2 separate regions of the Ovis aries genome follow, and region 2 is linked to region 1. A link is a contact called in public Hi-C data. All regions are on one chromosome and are shown on one strand. The core of a region is the stretch at or near the end of the contact, and the rest is flanking DNA. Distances in the headings are between cores, read along the strand shown. Region 1 has its middle 330 kb from the start of AKR1E2. Region 2 has its middle 320 kb from the start of KLF6.

Region 1 (5,505 bases), core at 1,582-4,081:
CCCCTCCCACGTCCCTCCCTGTACCATCCCTCTGGGTCGTCTCAGCGCACCAGCCCCAAGCATGCAGTATCATGCATTGAACCTGGACTGGTGATTCGTTTCATATATGATATTATACATGTTTCAATGCCATTCTCCCAAATCATCCCACCCTCTCCCTCTCCCACAGAGTCCAAAAGACTGTTCTATACATCTGTGTCTCTTTTGCTGTCTCGCATACAGGGTTATCATTACCATCTTTCTAAATTCCATATATATGCATTAGTATACTGTATTGGTGTTTTTCTTTCTGGCTTACTTCACTCTGTATAATAGGCTCCAGTTTCATCCACCTCATTAGAACTGATTCAACTGTATTCTTTTTAATGACTGAGTAATACTCCATTGTGTATATGTACCACTGCTTTCTTATCCATTCATCTGCTGATGGACATCTAGGTTGCTTCCATGTCCTGGCTATTATAAACAGTGCTGCGATGAACATTGGGGTACAAGCGTCTCTTTCAATTCTGGTTTCCTCGGTGTGTATGCCCAGCAGTGGAATTGCTGCATCATAAGGCAGTTCTATTTCCAGTTTTTTAAGGAATCTCCACACTGTTCTCCACAGTGACTGTACTAGTTTGCATTCCCACAGTGTAAGCGGGTTCCCTTTTCTCCACACCCTCTCCAGTATTTATTGCTTGTAGACTTTTGAGCCAAACTTTTAAAAAGTGAGTGTGCTGTGGTAATGACCTGGGGATACAAGGCGTCCTAAAAAGCTGATGAAAGGCATGCAGTCAGAGTCAGGAGAAAGAAGGAAATGGGTGGGCATATTTTTTTCTCATGTAAATATTAAAGAGTCATGTAAATTTATCCAATTTTTTTGAACGTGAAGGAAATAACCTCACTAAATTTAGTGGTTCATAGAAAATCTGAGTATTTAAAAATATTTACAAAGTAACTAAGCTGAAACAAGCAATGTTAGTCATTTGCTGTCCCTCTCTTGGACTCTAGAAACTTCCTGCATGTGTCAGGAAGGAAAACAGAAAGAACATCCACATCAGCACAGGAGCGTGGATTAAAAATTGGTCAGTGGCTGGAAAGACAAGTAGAGTCTGGCAACTATGAGGGAGGCTCATACTCAACAATGCCCTGGCAACATTAGCTGCATGAAAAAAAATGCCAGGAGAATTTCGGGCCTTTGACTTCTTAACAGAATTCTACACAACAAAAACAACAGCATGTAACAGGTTGTTGTGCACAGCTGGGCGGACCTCGGCCACAGGATGACTCGAGGGCTAAGTGTCCAGACCTCACTATCTATTAAAGATGGGTCTGATGAGCAAAGGCCCAGGTAGCAATTCACAGAAAACAGAGCAAATGACCAAGGATGACTGAGCGGGCAGAACAGGCATGGGCCTGGGCTCTCAGGCCTACTGGTTACAGAAATGCGGTGGCAAGTGTTGAGCTGGTTTCCATTATTTTTTGAACAGTTGAAGAAGTGAAAGTCTAGCTCCTTGAAATGCAGAAAGAAACCACAGTGGAGCATCCTACGCTCTGCACAGCGCAAGGCAGCATCGTGGGAGCAGCAGCGTGGTTGGAGTGATGAGGGTGGGAGATGGGTCAGTGGGTGTGGGGGGCCAAGGAGCAGTTGGCTGCCCTGTCCTCTAGGACGCATTTGCCCAGACTCGGCCCTGGTCTGGAAACTGGCAGAACCTGCAGGGCTTTCAACAGAACCCCCAAGGCAGCTACTCTCTGATCCCGGGTCCCAAGCTTAGTGCTCTGATGTCACTGCTCTGGGGGAGGAGAGGGCAGAGATGAGAAGAGCAAGATGGGCCTTTTGTGTATTTATCTGAAGGTAACGATTATGTACTGATGCACTTGGCACAGCGGGTGTGGGCAGGGCCAGGGCTGGGCTCAGGGAACAGCTCAGCCAGCCATAGTGGAGGGAGCTGGAGCCCGCATCCTCTCTGGCCAGTCATTCTCCTAGAGAAGGGATGACAATGCCTGGGCTCCCTATGCAGCTGGATTGTCACAGGATGGTGGAGAGAACGTCTACAATGCACAGGCACTCACGATGTTCCAGACCCTTCTCTCTGTACATGTCATCTCTAAATCTCTAAAATCTAACTGGCAGTTATATGGTCCTCCTAGCCAGTGAGCCAAGAAGCCTCCTTACCAGGCTCCAAGAAGCTGATTTGCCGAAAGGCTCCCAGTCTAATAAAAGGTGGAGTGCATATCTGAGCCTGCCCCTGCTATCAGCACCGAGAGTCCTGGTTTGGGACAGCTTCAGTCCCGAGAAGACGGGGGCAGTAGTGACTCTGGTTCCGGCTCCAAATCCTTTTGCTTCTGCACTGTAGCTGGCATCATCAGACCCCAGTCTTAGGTTCTCTTCATTAATAGTTTTTCTCTTCCATTTCTACCTTGGGCCACATAACCAACCAATGCTAGAAAAGTTGCAAAAATGCTTTGAGACATTTTCCACTAAAATAAATACATCCATGCTTCCTGTAGACTTACATGCTCAGCAAAGATGGTGTATGCTAGGACTAGGGCTTTCAGGGTTACATACCCTTGTTTTCCTTTGTTTGTTTGTATTTAAGACAATAGGATCATTTGTTTCCATTTATAAGATAGGGAGAAATGGATACTTACTGCCATACACTTTCATACAGAAAAGATCAAGTAGTAAGAACATTTATTTTTAAAAGCTTGCACTACCAAGAATTGAACTTGTCAGCTGTGTCAAAGCTGAGGTCAGGTGTGTGAATCATCAGGAAGGGACACAAAGGTTAGTGACTATTTAAAGAAAGAGAGGGCTGCCCAGTCCCCGCCCTTGGGGCACAGCGAGCAGAAACAGTGTGTTCATTTCGCCCTGGAAGTTCCATCACCAGTCAGGAAGGGTCACTCAACCTAGACACGTTCTAAATATTTGTTTTTTGGGTGGGCAAGATTACTCAAAATAGAAACTTAGGCAGCTGGAAATTTCAGTGGCCTTAATATTCTCCCTGATTTCTAGCTTCAACCTGTACACACATATAACTGCAAAATACAATTTTGATAGCTCATGTCCAGCCAAAAGGAGAATAACATCTGTGAAAACACACCAAAGCTTAATGACACAGAGCGCTTATTCCACGGAAAAAAATGTGACTTTGATTCATTCTCAAGCTGGAATATATTTCCAAATTAAAATTTGTCTTCAGTTTTAGAGGGAGTTTTTATTACTAGAAAAAAGCTCATCCAGAAAGGAAAAAATAAAATTTTTTCCACTAGGCATGTGAAAAGTCATCAAACAGCATAAAAGATATTGGGCAAAATGCCACCGAGTTTAGTGAAAAGCGCTATCTTGGTAACCCAGTGTTGACTTTGACTGAGAGCAGTGGAGCCTCCTGATGACCTCTGTCCTTCAGTGATTAAGTATGTTGACAAACTTAAATAGAATCTCGCTAGCACTTGGAAAATGTAATGTATTTCCTGTGCATTATTATGGGAAAAAATAAACACATATATGAGTACATTCTTAAAGAGGAGAGTGGGAAATTATGCTATTCCTCTGGCCAGCTTCTCTAGATAGCAAATCAAATTGTTTTTTCAAAGCAAAAGGAGAATTTGAGCACACATGTGCCTCCTCTTTTTCCACTCTCTGTAGTGTTGATGTCACACAGTATATCATTTGAGTCTCAAAAGCATGCCAAATAATGAGTATTGCCACTCTTGCAAGGGAGAAGTCCAAGCAACTTGTCCAACTTTGGGACAAAGATGAATACTTCCTATATCCAGAAATAGTATGACTCATTCAGTCTGTTAGTAATTAAATGTTACTTCCATTTTAAAAGTTAGATTAATTTTAATAAAACACAACTTACCTATAAGCATGTTCATAGATTATCACAGCTGGCTCGGGTGAAATTTGTTCTCTTACTTCTTGTTTGCTTTCTAATCTGTGTCATTACTTTTCTTTCTAATCCAAAGTAACTTAGTAAATTATTCCCAAACTCTGATAACCTAGTTTTAGCTGCTGGTTTGCTATTATGAATGTCATTAAATTATTGCTGAAGAGTGACCTGGTGATCAGACTCCCTAAAATATACAAACACAAGCATTAGCTTGATTGGCAGATTTGCTTATGGGATTTTTTTCCTATTGAATGATTTAAAAAAAAATTACCTTTCCCTAAGAATACAGTGTGATAGATCCCCCTTTTACCTAGTAGTTCTGACATGTTATTATTTAGAATTATTGTGGCATGAAAACACAGCAAAACTGGTGTGTGGGATCGCGTATTCCTAGAAAGACTCAAGGATCAGAGCATGTCCGATCCTGAGGCTGCACATCCCCATGCCCTTTCTGTCTGTTAGACACACCAGACACAGTTATGTTTTGATACAACTGGACTTTAGGAGATAGAGGCCGCACTTTTCCTTCAGTTGTTAGTGGATATTGGAATTCAACTGTTCTGCAGAGACCAGGTGTCTGTGGGAGAACTTGGGTGGACAATGAACTCATCTTTCCCTGTTTTCTAGGTTATCAAACACTTAACATGTTATTCATGCTCCCTCTGAAAAGCTTTTAAAGATGTATTAATAATAAGTGGCTGAAAATAAACCATCGTTTGTAACTCTCATGGAGACACTAAGTGCTCATTTATTAGGAAGAGCAGCTCTGAAAACGAGCTGAGACCATGGATGTGGGGGCAGTGGTCTTCCTGTCACACACTCACCAAGCAGGCAGATGGAGAGAAGTTGTTCAGGGCAAATCTTGGCCTTGATTTCCCTCGAGGACCCTTCTGCTTAGCTGCAGGAATTCACGGTGGACTTCAGAGCCTTCTGGGTCCTCAGAGCAGGGAGCCCACGGGCAGTCACAGCTCATGACCCCTGTGATCCCACAGTGCAATCACAACTGTTGTGAAGCCAGAAAAGGAAGGGAGTGAGAGACCGGGTGCTTTGCTTCCCTGGGTGGGCATCTGCAGGTCACCCCCTGGACACACACCAGTACTTCTCACCCTGGCTGCTCTCCATGGCAGCCTGGACAGCTTGTACAGCATATGGCCCCCATCATTTCTAGTTTAATTGATATGGGAGATGGCAATTTTAACAAAGCTCACCAACTGGTGCTAGAATCACAGTGCCGAACTTCCCGTCTGGATCCATACCCACCGTCAAGAGATAGACCCTCCCATCTTGGGGAAAATGGAGGGAGGAATTTACTGCAGCTCTGGTGTGGCACAAAACAAACAGGCAAACAGACAACAAACCAATAATAACAACAGCTATAAGACAAAAAAAAAAAAAGAAAAGAAAAGAAAATGCCAACATCAGAGGGGGACAGAGAGAAGGAACAGGGTGGAGGGGCAGCCTTGTACAAACTCCCCAGCAGTGCTCTCCTGACCTCCTGAAGTGCTCTATTATTTATTTTCTCATAATCACATCCTTTTTGTATGGTTATTTAAACAAATCCCAGGGGTATATTTTGTAAATTACTTGAGACAACATTTTATCATACTTTCTCTCACATAGCACAGAA
Region 2 (5,505 bases), core at 1,465-3,964, 46 kb after region 1:
GGCACAGGATTGAGAAATTTCAGAACAGCCCTGAAACACGCATGCCACGCCCAGGAGTGCATCCAGGTCTCTGCCCAGTGGAGACCAGTGGGAGGTCTCCCCTCCTGCCCACAAGCCCTCCCAGGACAGAGAGAGAAGCCCAAGAGTCCCCCAAGACACGCATATCCCAAGAAGACCAGAGTGTGCTCACTGAATGCAGCATTCATAGCTTAACTAAATGCATGACGGAACCCACCAATCCAACAACGGCAACAAAAAATAACAGGAATGCACAGCCTCATTTTTTTTATGAAGACTGGGCAGCAATTATAGAAACCAATTAGTAAGCTCTTTCCACTCAGCACCAAGATCTGTCATCAGCCTAATGGCTGTCCTCAGCACACTGTTACTAAGTGGCCGCATCTGCGGGATGTTGTGCCAGACACTCCTGAGAGCAAGTTACTCTGTACCCGCAGGGCCGGGCCTGAGCACAGATGCAGCAGGCTGGGTGCCCAGACTAGAACACATGCACACACACACACGCTCACACACAGACTCACGCACACACACATGCTCACTGACTCACACACACAGACTCACACACACACACACACAGATTCACATACAAGCACACACACAGACTCACGCACACACACATGCTCACTGACTCACACACACACACAGATTCACATACATACTCACACACAGACTCATGCACACACACATGCTCACTGACACACACACAGACACACACACACAGATTCACATACAAGCACACACACAGACTCACACACACACACAGATTCACATACAAGCACACACACAGACTCACGCACACACACATGCTCACTGACTCACACACACAGACTCACACACACACACAGATTCACATACATACTCACACACAGACTCACGTACACACACATGCTCACTGACACACACACAGACACACACACACACACATTCACATACAAGCACACACACAGACTCATGCACACACACATGCTCACTGACTCACACACACACAGACACACACACAGACACACACAGGTTCACTTACAAGCACACACACAGACTCACACACACACAGACTCACACACACACAGAGATTCACATACAAGCACATACACAGACTCATACACACACACATGCTCACTGACTCACACAGACTCACACACACACACAGATTCACATACAAGCACACACACAGACTCACACACAAGCACACATACCCACTCACACACACACTGACACACACACACACATACACACAAATTCACATATACAGACTCACACACACACCCACACACATACAGAGTCACAGACTCACTTGATCACATACACATGCTCTCACACATACATGATTACACACACACACACGTACACACAGATTCACATATACAGACTCACACACACACCCAAACACACACATACAGAGTCACAGACTCACTTGATCACATACATATGCTCTCACACATACATGCTTACACACAAATGCACACAGACACACCCACACAATCATACACATACACACATATGCATGCACACTCACACACATGCTCACACACAGACTCACACACACAAGCTCCCATACACACTCACACATTCACACACATGTACACACATATGCATGGTGTCTAATTATTCACGTATGTTTTGCAGTGAATCGGGCACCTCATTTAACAGAACTGAGAAAAGAACTTGATTATGTGCCATCTCATTGCACAATGTTTATGAATTAAAACCAAAAGATTTTCGGTGCAGATGGCAGAGAATGCAGGTCTGCCAATCTGGCTCCCTCTGCAGAGTAACAAATCATATTTTAACTGCTCCAGAGAAAATCATTATACATAGTATAGTACTCTCACATAGAATCTTTTTGTTCTGTGATGAATAGCTTAATATAAAGAATTATCCCTAATTCATCTAAACAGGCAGAATGGCTTTTTCTCTATTTCCAGGTGAGGTGTTATTTTGAGGTGTCATCCCCTAATTCTCCTTTACTCTAGGCTCTGGAACCTCACATTCTGATGTTCCCCCAGGAGAAATTATAGCTCCGATAAGAAAAATTCTGATATTCGGCTGCCATTTACTATTCTGCTACTGAGGTAGGATAGAACCTGAAGTCAGGACCCATCACCCACGGCTGCTGAGGGAAAGGCCAGGGCCCTGGCATCAGCCTGCAGTGGTGTCTCTGGAGTTAAGGGAAGGTTCCTGCCTATTCTTCCTCTAGCCCCACGGCAGCCTGGGCCGCTCCTCTCCTGTCCTCTCTGCCCAGGTGCTGGCAGGGTCCTCCCTTGCATCCCTAATCTCACAGCCACCACCACAGCCTGTTGTCATCGCTCTCCTCAGCTTGCTGTGCTTTGGAGTAATGTTTTGTCTTTCTCAGTTAACAAGAGTATGAACTAAGTGAGAACAGGAAAGTGTGTCTGTTTGGTTCACTTTCATGGTAAACCCGTGTCTAGACCAATGCCTAGCACATAGAAAGTGCCCGGTAAATATTTGCTGAATTAATAAATCATCTGGTGCCGTGTGCCTCCAGATATCAGACTTTGAAAGTTAAATGTGACTTCATTCTTCTACACATTGTATCACAAAACCTTTGCCAAGTGATGAAAAGTTGAGAAGCAAGCCCTCAGTTCACTTCTGCTGTCTGCCGCTGCCCCACCCACTTTCTCCTGGGGTATCTGGCAGGCAAGGGAACTACCTTAGTCACATGGCTCTTCCCCTGGCAGGTATCCCAGTCCTTGCAGGCCTGCTGAGTGGGGCTCGCGTGGATGCCCGCACCAGTCCACCTGGGGACATACATCCCTGTGAGACTGGAAGACTGAGCAACTCTTCAGTGCTGGTTTATCTCTGGGCCCCTGGAAAGGCTTGTTTATAAGCTTGTGTAATGTACAGGATAATGTATGGTACATTTCTTCACTGATTCATCCCCTCCTATATCTGCATAGTCTCCTTTCAATTGTTTTGGAAACTAAAGGGAAGATGGTTTGCAAGGGGCGGAGGAGGTGAACGTTGAGAAATATCACATATCGAGTCTTCAAAACACTTGAAGTTTTTCACTTTTTTATGCTTCTGAATTTAATTACAAACCAAGACCAATATATGACACTTGAGATACTCTGGACCTCAATCTATCTTTCCTGTCTGCTTATCTATCTATCTACCAATGTACACACACACACAGAAACATGAATTTTACTCTGATAATTACTCAGAATCTCACCTTAGGCTAAGTCAGGTTTACATTTCAAACTACAGGAGACAAGATGACCTTCTTTCTGAAATGTTCAACATCTCAGACATACTGTCACAGAACACATAAATGACCTTTTATGAACGTTTTGGTTGAATATCTCTTATAATAAACCTATCCAGTAGATTACATAATAAGATCTGTGTGCTTTAAATGACATTTTCTTGAAAACATTTTAGAAAATAGTCACTAAAGCTCTGTAAAAGATTAGGCTAAATTACATTATGAAAGCTGACTGGATTCCATTATGGCTTAATATTTGAAAATAAATCTGTAATGACTTAGGATCTGTCTCCTAAACAGAAAAGAAAGGTGTATGTGAGGGTGTTTTCATGTAAATATGAAGAGCCCCGGGTTAACTGCTGCTGTTTCCTGCCTGCCACACAACCGGTCTTTTTGAGACAAAACTGTGTCTTTCTCTAGTTCTGCTGTTACACATTAACTGAGAAAGGTCAGAGGTTTCCGGGGCAGTCACTACTCGGCTGTCATTGATGACATGCTGAATTTCATGACTGCTTTGTGACATGTGTCCACTCCAAATAATATAAAACATCAAACATTCACAGCCAAGCAGTATCTCATCGTCTTAATTAGTATGGAGTGATACACACACGTTATTTTAAACATAACTGAACATGATAAATTTCTCCTGATCTTTGTCTTATAAAGTCTTCTCAACCGGTTTCTGTCTTGTCATTAATATTCTCTCTTTTAGTTTGAAACATACTTATGTATGTTAAAAACAGAGGCATTTGTACCGAGCTTTCTTAAGATTACAGTGAGGGTTTGATTTTCTTAAAGGAGTAAACTGAAAACACATATTTCTCCTTCCCACAATTTTATTTTCTTAATTTAATCTATATTATTATTATTGGCTGCTCTGTGTGACATGTGGGATCTAGTTCCCTGACCAGGGATCAAACCCAGGCCCTGGGCAGCGAGAACATGGGATGTAACCACTGGACCACCAGGGAATTCACAGTTTTCAATAAGGTTGATCAAAGCTACATTTTCACTTGTTTAAGTCTTTAGCTCCAACTAAAATATAGATTGTTATTGTTTAGTCGCTAAGGCATGTCTGACTCTTTGCAACCCTATGGACTGTAACTCGCCAGGCTCCCCTAGAATTCTCCATGGAATTCTCCAGGCAAGAACACTGAAGTGGGTTGCCCTTCCCTTCTTCAGGGGATCTTCTCAACCTGGGATTGAACCCCTGGCTCCTGCCTTGACAGGCAGATTCTTTGCCATCTGAGCCACCAGGGAAGCCCGATAAAATAAAGACATTGAAGACAAAAATAAATTGCACCAACAGCGTCTTATAAAGCAGAACCCTTTGTTTTATCTTTGCAGTTTATGTTGCTCCTTTATGCTATTCCTGATTTACAACCTTGTTCTGAGCTTGAAGTCTGTCTGTGGCATATGAAAATAGAAACAGGCAAATAAGCATTTAAATCTCACTGAGTGGTTCTGATCACTTGAATACTTATTATCCTGCTAGATCACTTCTGTAAAGACAAAAATAAGTAACATTCAAGATATGAGAATCTCAGCCCAAAATGAAGCTGCGTAAGGACCTCAATCCTGTACTCTAGTCAGAGCAACCATTTCCATCCTCTTCACTCTTCTATTTGAAACCACTTTTCCTTAAAGTTTTAAAAATGACAGTAGATTTCAATTTTCTGTTTTTAGTTCCTTAATTATCTCTTTTCTTCCTACATGGCTTACATCTTAAAAATCTAGTTTTGTCAAAAAATGTTCAGTTGAAACTTTTTAGGAGGCATACTTGTTACTGAAAAATTAATCAGCAAAAAAATCAGTGAGCTAATTTTAATGATGATTACTATTTTAATGGGGGAATATTTTTAGCTCTATCTGGAATGCAAAGATGCTCTGACTTGGTGAGATTGAAAGTGAGTACAAACTGCTCTGTGCCACATCCAGCAGGCCCTGATAGCACATTTTCCTAATTCAAATTAGAGAGCTATTTATAGACTCCCATGGAAACGCTGCAGTGCAGGTAGTGAGCACACGGTGCGGGAGGAGACCCAGTTCTGATGGGCGGGTGATGAGAGCGCCTGCAAGGGCTGCGGCCAGTTAAGCGTCCTGCTGAGACTTGCAAAGATTTCATTCTACTCTCTTTTTCCTGTTTTATGAGGAAAAAATATATATATATCTATCAATTTAGGTTAAAGCCGTAAACTACTGTATTATACCTGCTGGGGTATGTTTATGGCCCTCATTCATCAAAAGTGAGTGCTGTGTGTCTA

The links. Hi-C and Micro-C count contacts between places; a contact is called where the count stands out from the background.
Region 2: a contact with region 1 is called in a Hi-C map of liver, with 2.3 times the contacts expected there. The contact joins two enhancer-like sites. A contact is called at or near these places in 3 of 16 Hi-C or Micro-C datasets (liver, muscle and skin fibroblasts).

The regions. Positions count from the first base shown.
Region 1 is chr13:43,815,275-43,820,779 of ARS-UI_Ramb_v3.0, forward strand. No RefSeq gene overlaps it. Among named protein-coding and RNA genes, the nearest start is that of AKR1E2, 330 kb to the left of the region's middle. Within about 2 kb of position 2,832, at least 8 of the 54 cell types and tissues checked have an H3K27ac peak or open chromatin away from gene starts, as enhancers often do. A contact at or near this core is called in liver, where this site is marked.
Region 2 is chr13:43,861,722-43,867,226 of ARS-UI_Ramb_v3.0, forward strand. No RefSeq gene overlaps it. Among named protein-coding and RNA genes, the nearest start is that of KLF6, 320 kb to the right of the region's middle. Within about 2 kb of position 2,715, at least 3 of the 54 cell types and tissues checked have an H3K27ac peak or open chromatin away from gene starts, as enhancers often do. A contact at or near this core is called in liver, where this site is marked.